Linked DNA regions of Zea mays: all the other regions are linked to region 1. Evidence: chromatin contacts called from public Hi-C data. All regions are on one chromosome and are shown on one strand. Each heading gives the region's core, a stretch centred on a gene start, on an enhancer-like site or on the middle of the called end of the contact. The rest is flanking DNA. Distances are from core to core; before and after follow the strand shown. Region 1 holds the start of LOC103642018. Region 2 holds the start of LOC103642022 (protein NRT1/ PTR FAMILY 8.3). Region 3 holds the start of LOC103642019 (probable WRKY transcription factor 35). Region 4 holds the start of LOC100272296.

The links. Hi-C and Micro-C count contacts between places; a contact is called where the count stands out from the background.
Region 2: a Hi-C map of leaf shows a contact between it and region 1, with 7 times the contacts expected there. The contact joins the promoter of LOC103642022 here to the promoter of LOC103642018 in region 1. A contact is called at or near these places in 3 of 25 Hi-C or Micro-C datasets (ear, leaf and tassel).
Region 3: a contact with region 1 is called in a Hi-C map of tassel, with 2.8 times the contacts expected there. The contact joins the promoter of LOC103642019 here to the promoter of LOC103642018 in region 1. A contact is called at or near these places in 4 of 25 Hi-C or Micro-C datasets (bundle sheath, ear, leaf and 1 more).
Region 4: a contact with region 1 is called in a Hi-C map of tassel, with 2.2 times the contacts expected there. The contact joins the promoter of LOC100272296 here to the promoter of LOC103642018 in region 1. A contact is called at or near these places in 3 of 25 Hi-C or Micro-C datasets (ear, leaf and tassel).

Annotation. Positions count from the first base shown.
Region 1 is chr10:142,641,936-142,644,465 of Zm-B73-REFERENCE-NAM-5.0, reverse strand. It overlaps LOC103642018, which reads left to right and starts at 1,258. Exons shown (of 1, transcript XM_020545669.2): 1 at 1,258-2,530. It overlaps LOC100192766, which reads left to right. Exons shown (of 12, transcript NM_001137962.1): 5 at 66-188; 6 at 344-406; 7 at 491-584; 8 at 1,021-1,066; 9 at 1,186-1,253.
Region 2 is chr10:142,891,905-142,894,434 of Zm-B73-REFERENCE-NAM-5.0, reverse strand. It overlaps LOC103642022 (protein NRT1/ PTR FAMILY 8.3), which reads right to left and starts at 1,259. Exons shown (of 4, transcript XM_008665334.4): 1 at 1,068-1,259; 2 at 861-951; 3 at 525-742; 4 at 1-421. The coding sequence starts at 1,124.
Region 3 is chr10:142,820,926-142,823,455 of Zm-B73-REFERENCE-NAM-5.0, reverse strand. It overlaps LOC103642019 (probable WRKY transcription factor 35), which reads right to left and starts at 1,272. Exons shown (of 3, transcript XM_008665331.3): 1 at 1-1,272. The coding sequence starts at 251.
Region 4 is chr10:142,492,992-142,495,521 of Zm-B73-REFERENCE-NAM-5.0, reverse strand. It overlaps LOC100272296, which reads left to right and starts at 1,257. Exons shown (of 6, transcript NM_001310031.1): 1 at 1,257-1,534; 2 at 1,892-2,060; 3 at 2,162-2,267; 4 at 2,366-2,465. The coding sequence starts at 1,937.

The DNA of each region.
Region 1 (2,530 bases), core at 9-2,508:
CTGGTGTCTGATTGTGACCGGTGCTTGAGTCGTCACTATATTTCCTCCCATTTTGCTTGGTGCAGCTGGCGTGCCAATGGAGGAGAAGAACTGGCCACCATTCTTCCCCATCATCCACCATGATATTGCCAATGAGATACCAGCAAATGTGCAGAAGTTGCAGTATCTTGCATTTGCAAGCTGGCTTGGTATGTTAGTAGTAGCAAGTCATTTTCTATTTAGGTGGGTGGGGGGGTGCAGAATCAGGCAATTAGGACTACAAGTCTACTAGATACTATGCTGTATTTTGAAGGTGGCTAGCAGTGATTGGTCATCCTTTTTGTTGTGTTAATATAAATTGCAGGAATTGTGCTTTGTTTGTCCTGGAACTTCGTTGCTGTCATAGTCTGCTGGATCAAGGAGGGAGGTGGGTTTCATGGTTATCTGCAAATGCTGGTGTACTCTATACATTGTGCTTGCATTAAATAGTAGGCATATCTTATGCTTGCAGATTCAAAGTTGTTTTTCCTTGCAACAATCTATGCTTTGCTTGGAATTCCTCTGTCATATTTGATATGGTACAGGCCACTCTACCGTGCAATGAGGTATGCTGTGACCATTTTTGAACTCTTTACTGTGGATAATTTCGCGTCATATACGTTTTATATGTGCCCATCCTAGAGCCTTTTCATCAGTGCATATTGCAAAGCATGTTCTAGTGTAAATTAATATGTGCACATCATAGAGCCTTTTGCATCAGTGCATATTGCAAAGCAAGTTCTTATGTAAATATAATATATGCGGACTTGGGAAGTGTAGTTACTGTTTTCTTGTACCAATTATTGGGGCATGGTATTGTCCTATTATATTTAGGCATAAAACATTGGTGTGGCTGCGAATTCTAGTATAAGATTGTTAAGGGAACTTGACTATAGTAATGATATACTCATATACATTTCTGGAGCCAAGATGTTTACATCTATAAGGCTTTGCTTTGCTGCATGCTGCTTTGTATTTGACACTCATTAACTTGATAAACAGGACTAACAGTGCTTTCAGTTTTGGATGGTTTTTCCTGTGTTACCTGGTAAGTTCTAATTTGCAACTTTATTTTGCATGATTAACATTTCAGTTCAACTACTTTAGTAGTTATCACTTATCATTTAGCGCAGATGATGTCATTTTTTGCAATTATGTTTGGTGCAGATCCACATTGGTTTTTGCATAATTGCTGCCATTGCTCCACCAATTGTATTTCATGGGAAATCATTAACGTAAGTTTCCCACTCCTTTATCTATTGTAATCAAAGTCATCAGTTGTTATTGGCTTGGGTAATGTGGGTAAGCATCATTGCGTAGATAGCCAGTGATGTTGGCTGCTGGAAAAGGAGAAATCGATAATCATAGATTGGGATTACAGAACTTTTGGGGAGAAACCAGGTTGATTTTTGCTTGATCATAACCCATAGATGGCTTACCCTTTTATATGGATTTCTACCTTCCTAATAAACAAGATCACTATAGATCGCAAGAGATTACTCCCTAATTTTCAGATATAGGATTCCAAACAAACAACAATTAATGATAATCGGGCATGTGTGTGGCACCTTGTTGGATGGCTGGCCCTTGCCCATATGATTGGTATAAGGTATATATAGTTAGGTTCCATTACTTGGTGCTTATAGTTGAGAATTTTCTGTAAAAGGTCTGAAATAAGTTCTTTCATATGCCTCTGCAAGGTCTGAACCTGAAATAACTCAGTAAGTTGATTAATTTTATGCTCTTTTAAATGATATGGCCAGTCATGTGCCAGTTGAAGACCTCATTTTTCCTCTGTAATGTCTGAATCTGAAATTTGACAAAATTTAATTAATTTTATGCCCTTCTAAAAGAACTAGAACAGGCGGCGCTCTTACGGGCGCCCCATCAAGAAAATGCACAACTTCCTATGGCTAAGGTCAGCGGCTACTTAGGAGTTTGTTGGATTCAATAGCAATAGATATACATAAGTGGTAGCTTCCAGGTTCTCATCACAACGCACAGAACATCATGCAAGGATCGGTCATCTCATCAAGCATGTAGTCATCTGTGTCTCTAAGTATCACAGAGACCTGCACAAAAGAAAATCAAGCACTACACAATTATCTTCAAATTAAATTTGTTCCTCTTATGGCAAACTTGCGTAAAGTTCGTATGGAAAAAGTACAGACCGCGCTGGTGTTCTTTGTGCCTTACACCAGAATAATATCATCAGCAGCAATTCTTTCCTCCACAACTTCATCAGTATGTCCAAGGAATGATGAAACAAACGTTTCTTCACCTTCCATGTAATGTACTCACCTGAAAGGTTCAATTGTCAAGGTACCTAAAATCCTAATAATGGTTTATGCCGTGCTCTCTGCTTTCCAAAATTTCAAATTATACAGATGTATTGGCATTTCTAGGTACATAGTTCTAGGCATAACATCTATCCAGGTGCATAGCAAAAAACTACGAATATTGAAAATCCAAAACATCCTCTAATTTGGAACGGAGGAAGTAACAAATATTT
Region 2 (2,530 bases), core at 10-2,509, 250 kb before region 1:
CCAGGCTCTTGAGCGGCGTGCCGGTGGGCATCCGGCGCTTGTACATGGGCGTGGCGAGCACGAATCCGCCGAAGGCGAGGGCGATGCAGGCGGTGGCGATGCCGAAGCCGAGGCCCCAGCTGACGTTCTGCTGGACCCACACGATGAAGACGCCCGAGACGATCATGCCGAAGTCGACGCAGATGTAGTACCAGCTGAAGAAGGACATCCTGCGCTCCCGGTCCACGGCGTTGTCGCCGTCGAACTGGTCCGCGCCGAACGGCAGCAGCGCCGCGCGCACGCCGCCGCTGCCGAAGGCCACGAGGTAGAGGCCGAGGAATAACGCCACGTTCCGCGAGCCGAGCATGGGGTGGCACCAGGGCCCGACTCCGCAGAGCTCGGTGGCCGGCAGGAACGCCGAGAAGGTGACGAGCATCATGCCCTGCGGCCGCGCCGACCAGATCGCAAAGAGCTAAGCTTAAGCATATGCTCGCTTGATGATTAGGATTTGGAATCGAAAAAAAATAGCAGTAATATATGCTCACAAGAAGGTAGACGAGGAGCGAGACGAGGATGGTGTTGTAGTTGCCCCAAAACGTGTCCGCGACGATGGCGGCGAAGATCGGGGTCAGGTAGCTGGTGCCGAACCACGAGGTGACGCTGGACGCACTGGCTACGTTGCTGCCGTGCAGGACGGTCTCTAGGTACACCACCAGGTTCGTGCCGATGCCATTGAACGCCGTGCTCTCCAGGCACTCGAATCCTGGAGAAGACGTTCGGTGTTCAGTCTGTCAGCTAGTATTAATACTAGCTAGAGAAAGGTCGAAACTAGAGTAGCAGTCTCGGTGGCTCTGTCTGAACTCTGAAGAGGGAGAGCTCACCTAGAACCACCGCCGGTGCTTTGCTCCCGGTTTTCTTGTTCTGAATGAGTGGCACCGTGAGGCTTTCCTCCTGAATCTTTGGAGCCCCCCTCTGCAATATGTTGCGCGTACAAACGGTCAAACGGAAGCGGGGACGCTTCTGTATATGTTACTTCACTGGACAATGAAAATGAATAGGAGCTCCTGGAGCTAGCGCGTACGGCGTACCTCTGGCAGCCGCGATGACGAGCGCTGGCCCTTTTCCATGGCGTCGCCGGCGTCCATTTGCCGCTGCAGCTGTTAAAAGAAGCTACCGGCCACGAGCTACAAGAAGCTACCAGCTCCTGCTTTTTGCTCGCAAGCCGCGGAGCGGGCGGCTTCACTGGTCGTGTGCCGTGCTCGGAGACCTGAGCCTGGGATGGGAATGAATGAACGAGAGCGCAAGCAGCGCAGCTTTATATATACGCGGCCACCGGCCACCCTCGAGCGGCACGCACGCGACAGGGAGATGGAGCTGGTAAAAGCGGCGGGCGTCACGGACCCTGACGTCCCCAGCGGCGTGACACTCTCTCTGTACTCGGGCGAGATCAATTCAAAGCAGCATATTGCCATTTTATTAGAGTTGGCGGCTCTGAAGACACGCCATGCAATCTGCACTTCCCCCGTACCCGACGGCGTGTCACCGCGGTAACCTTTTTCTAACCTCCTGCCTACTGCTCCGATCTTTCTGCGAAGCGTATCGTGCCTAATTTACCTGATCGGCGCTACTAGCCCATGCACTCAACGGCCGTGCTCACTGTCGTCGACCGGTGGCGCATCGTGCATGGATCTTAGCTAGCACCAGGGGGGATTCACCCCTGCAGTTTTCTGAGACGGCAAGATGTGTCTTCTGACAAACGTTCAAGAATCAGTGGCCTTCAGCTCCACCCTGACTAGAGTTACCATTGACTCTGTCTTCGAAGAATTGCCCCCGGCCGGGCCCGTCCTAGTTTGCTTATACTGACAGGACAGGTAGTGTCATGCAAGCATCATACTTTGAGACTTCCAGTAGCGATGCAAATAGGATGCTACGCATGCCCAGTCATGCTGCCAGGAGTGCAAGAACGTGTCCGCTACTAACAGTTTAGCATCAGCTGCCGCCTAGATAGGATAACGGTCAAACTCCAACATTGCAGGTGAGACCGTGTCGCTTCTTTCCGCGGACATCTCTTCTTTCCCGGCGTTCACAGTAGCTGACACTACTAGTTCGATTTGCTTTCCGCCTAGCACACAGCAGCAAGTCGTTTGACTCTCATGGCCTGTTTAGAAACCCATTATTTCCTTAGTCCCAAGATAATACCGTGGTATTAGAGCACACCATAGTATTTTGGACCAAAAGACGTTTGAGAGCATATCTAAAAATTATGCCTTTTAAACCATGATTTTATTAATACCACAATATTTTAGGTCTGGACTAAAGGTTTTTTTGCTTGCACGTGTTGAGTTTGTGATCCAAATTCTGAAGAAGGCAGCCAAGTTGGCGAGCAAAGCGGAGGCCCGTCGCCGGGAGGCTTGGACCGGAGCGCAGCGATGGATCACCTACATATTTGCTACTATATGTTGATGACATGTTGATTGCTGCCAAGAGCATGAAGGAAATCACTGCTTTAAAGGCAACAACTTAGTAGCGAATTTGATATGAAGGATCTGGG
Region 3 (2,530 bases), core at 23-2,522, 180 kb before region 1:
AAAGGGTCGTCGGCGCCGAAGACGTTAGCGCCGGTGCTCCCTGCGGCGCAGCCTGCTTCCGATGCCGTCGCCGTCGACGAGGGAAGCGGCGGGAAGAGCATCGGCGGCTCCCCCTGGTGGAGCTGCCACTCATCCCTCGCCGTGGCCTCGGCGGCGCTGCTAGGGACGGCCCCGCCGGACCGGACGATGTCGGTAAGGTCGCCACCGCCGGCCTGGTCGCCCTCCATCCGCGGAAGGAAGAAGTCGCACATGGCTGTACGTACCGAGCGCGGCTGGCAGCTAGGGCGGCCGTTGCCGATCCCTCGCTCTAGCTCGCCGGTCGCTGCTGCCTCTATAGTTTCTGCAGGGACGCGGTTGATGCCAACTGCTCAATAATTCTCTTGCTCCTTTCCAATCAACTGGCCGGCGGCACCAAGCAAGCTAATAAGGCTAGCTAGCCAAGACCCGTGTGGCGGTGGCGCACAGGAAGCACACAGCTTGTTGGGTGCATGCAGGTGTTGGCAACTTGGCAGGCACCAAGGAGATTGAAGAAGGCTAGGGCAGAAGAAGGACGTACAACGATCTTTTGAAGGGTCAGGTTCGCTCGATCTGCTTGGAGGGTAGCTAGCTAGTAGCAAGCAATCCAGCAAGCTTGTTCTTGCTTTTGTGGGGGACAAAAAAGGAGGTAGGCCGGGTGGAGGGGAAGCAGGATGTGAGATATGGGGCTGCGGAAAGGGAGTTATCTTTTCTTAGCACCAAGCAAGCACCAGGAGAGACGAGAGAATACACACGGAACACGGTTACGGTGAGGAGAAACGAAAGGAGGGAGAGAGATGGGGTAACTTGAGTTGGCTTCCAAGAGAGGACAATAAAGAAGTATGTGAGGGCAGATGAGAGAGAGAGAGACAGTCATATCAAGAGAGGGACAGGACGGCGAGAGTGATGGGTTTGTGTGGTTTTCTTCGTATTGTTTTCTTCTGGCGACGATGTGTGTGCATGCATGCATACGCATATGCTGGCCGGGGCTGGCCCTCCGGCCCTCCCTCCTGCGGCGGACGATTGACCGACGGACGGACAGAGGCTGACCTTTTGAAGGGCATATACGGGCGAGGTGGGGGAGGCCGCGCGCGGCCAGTGTGCCACCTCCATACGCAAGGCGGCATGGCCGCGTCGGGCGCTTGTCGCCTGGTAAAAAGGATTGCCGGCCACCGGGCCGCATGCCATGCAGATGCAGTGCAACCATGCACATGCACGCACGGTGAAAAAAAAAAAAAAACTGGAGCCGACCCCGGGGCCCCTCCTCCTGGCCTGTCTCCTCAGTCCTCTTCTTATTAACCCACGGAGCACGGACGGACGGAACGACCGAGTCCGCCGCTCACGCAACCAACTTGATGAAACACTTTTGTTATTCCGGCTCAGACAGGCAGGCCTTCTTCATGGCGACCCGATCGATTTGATCGTCACGCACGGTCTGGAGTCTGGTGCACACACAAGAATTTACACCATGTTTCCGTTGTGACTGTGTACTATATAATATGCATGCCATCAACAGAGCATATATGCAGTTACTTACTTATTTTACTGGTGTTTATTCATGTGGAAACAGTCCATGATTGCATGGATTGTGTGTCGTTGTGTCTATAATATATCAGCATCGTATCAGCAGGGGCCCCCCCAGCCGGCCGGGACGGAATGCGTATGCGAGCTGCCATATGCGGCGGCAACAGTGTGGCCGCATAGTTGTGTGTACTTTTGGTCGTTTAACCACAGGACATGTACAAGCGCATGCATGTGTGCCGAGTACTATGATCTGAAATGGCATGCCTTTGTCTTCTATGCTACGCACCGAGGCGTGCTTTTTGTACGGCGTGCCAATGATGATGGTATCCGCAGTGATTAACTCTCTAACCGGTACGCTATCAAGATGGAATTAAGCATATAGTAGAAAACTGTCACAGCGGTAAACTGTTTAGGGTACTCTAAATTTAAGAAGGGAAGCACCAACGCTATTTCTAGAGTACATGCTGCTTGTACCGGAAAATTGCCGCACAGTTCATGCACCTACCAGGAACGTGGAGGAGAGAAAGAAGAGGTTTTTGTTGGGTGGAGAAAGAATAGAGTTAGAAAGAAATGATATAATGTACAGTAGTTGGTATAGAGTTTAGATATTGAGTAAATATGACTATATAGAATTATAAATATAGGGTATAGAACTTTGCTGATGATGACAGAATACTTCTTTAAAGTTAGGAATTTAGAGTAGTATGAAATACGGACAAAATCTCTACTACCTATTAAGACGGTAAGGGGTAGGCTGCCCCATTCCGTCCTCACTGCAAAGCCCATTCCCATTCCCAGCTGCCTGTCTTTCTCATTCCCCCTCCCTGCAAAGCCCATTCACCATTCTCGGCTATCACGTGTCTTTCTCATTCTCCCTCCCACAAAGCCTATTCTCATTCCCACGTGCATCCCACGCCTAGCTAAAATTAAATTAAAAAAACAGGCTCCAAGAGGATTCGAACCCGCGACCTCTCAAATAAATGTGTTTGTA
Region 4 (2,530 bases), core at 8-2,507, 150 kb after region 1:
GACAAAGCTGTCACTGAACTAAAGTTTCGCTCATGCTCGCACTGGATGCCTACGAGAATTACCTGAAAACGATTTCCATCAAGCAAACAATGTTGATCTTTTCTAGTGCATTCCTCTAATTTTGTACCAGTGCAAGCTGTGCACTCAAAGCGGTGTTATGAACTTTGTAGATTTCTTGATACAAGGATAGATTCCTCATGTTGAGTTGATCTCAAGTCCAGTCAAATAATCAAGCCCGATTCTATCCCTTACGTTTCGATCCACAACACAACAATACTCCTCCATTTCAAAATATTAGTCGTTTTAGATGTTAATTTTATGTCTATATTCAAATAAACGACAATATTATATATATATATATATATATATATATATATAACATACATTGAAATTGAGCTTCTTATGTTGGAACCGAACCGCTGACATACTATCACCCGCACACACGATGTGCCCCACCTAGGTCGTCAGGCCATGACACATGCGCCCGCATGCATAGCAACAATTTTAGGTCTGTTGGGTCAACACTCTCTCCACCCACAAAAAAGCTAGCCCATTAAGGATTTCTATCTTGAACCATATAAATCATGATTGTCCATCCACAGCTCACAATGTAAGATTATTCCCTGAAAGCAGACCGCTGACACATGGCGTTTCCGTCAGGCCGCCCGCACACACGGCGCGCCCACCTAGGCCGTTGGCCCGCGACACATGCGTCCGCACGCATAGCAACGGGTTTTAGGTCTGTTGGACAACACTCCCCCAAAAAGTTAGTCCATTAGAGGTTCCTACCCTCAACCATATAATCTATGCTTGCCGACAACTCACAATGTGGGACTATTCCCAACATCTTAAATATTGTATGAATCTATAAAAATACTAAAACGACTGATATTTTGGTATAGATGGAGTATTAATTAGAGCATGTACAACTCTAAGCCTGTGGTTCAGTTTTCTAAATAAAACCTAACTAGAAAATATATGATATAACTCTGAGACACTAAATCATAAATACAGATAAAAAGTAGAAAGTCGTGAAGAGACGTAGACCCATATTAAATGGATAAAAAGAATAAGACAGGCAACCAACATATTCGCTGCAACCGAACAACGATGGATCGATTTCCTCGGTCGCGATCCGGGTCGCAGCTCGCCACCAAGCAATGTATGCGAGGAGGCCCAACACTGCCTGTAAGGCCCACAAGAGACTATAGAGAAGTTGGAATGGATCACTTGTAGCACCAGAAAGACACGGCCGAGTCGTCTTTCCCGACGCAAAAGTCGACGACGCGTGCGCCTTGCTCGCTCGCTCGCCGTCTGCCGTCGTTCTAGGTTTAGAGCCAGGTCACCAGCGCTAGGAGGGCGCGAAGTCGAGTAGACGGCCGGGCCTCTCCCGTTCTCCACGGACGGCTAGCGCTACTGGAGGCGACGCCTGGACGGCGACCCCGCACACTCACAGCCACACCCTCCACCTGTGTGACTATTCAAGGGCTTAGGCCGAGCCGCCCGGCCAATCGCCGTCCGCCGGACCGCTGAGGTGAGCTGTTACCATGGACACCATTAACCTATTTAGATGCAGGAACAGATGGTTATGTAGCTTCTAGCGTCTTCTGAATTTCCTTGGAGTAGCATGTCATGATTCATGAATCGAGATTTTCTTGGTCTACGGAGTAGAGCTAGTAGGAGTAGCTTCTATCTCAGCTAGGCCCCTTTCTCCGTGACACCACTTAGGGTACTCTGTTTTGGGATTTGGGGTCAATTGAGTTGTTCGAATGGGGATAATCAGAAGTGGATGTGATTAATGTTCGACTAGGATTAGCATTTTACGGTATAACTTGGTCGTGCAATTTAAGCAAAATACTGTTGCTAACACATTTTCATTTGTGACTTGCAGGAATTTTTCTTTCTCGTCAAAAGTTACTGCATTCATTTTACAGTAATGGCTATGGGGTTGATTAATGCTAATCCTATAATCCATGAGAAAAAAGAGAGGCGTGCCAGACAGGCACCAGAGACCACAGATGAAAATGCAGCAGAGCCCATAGATCAGCTGGAAATATTTGATATCCTTCTTAATGATTTCTTCAAATGTAGTGAAGATTGCTGTTCTATTTATCTGAGTTCTCTATCCTAGCCATTTAATTGTGGTCCTTATTGTTCTTACATCACATTAGAGATATAAAGGATCCAGAGCACCCGTACTCACTGGAACAGCTGAATGTGGTGACTGAAGATTCAATTGAACTCAATGATGAAAGTAATTATGTCAGGTAAGCTCTCATATTTCTAGATTCCTTGTTTTTTCGTATGTGCAATTCAAGAATGTTAATGAAACTCCTTATTTAGATTCATATTTGCTTTGCATCAGGGTTACATTCACCCCAACAGTGGAGCACTGCAGTATGGCAACTATTATTGGCCTTTGCATACGCGTGAAACTTGTACGGAGTCTCCCTCCTCGTTACAAGGTTTGTTGTCATTGTGGAGCTTGAAACATTTTTCCAGAGGGGTTTGATATGTTATCATCATTGCA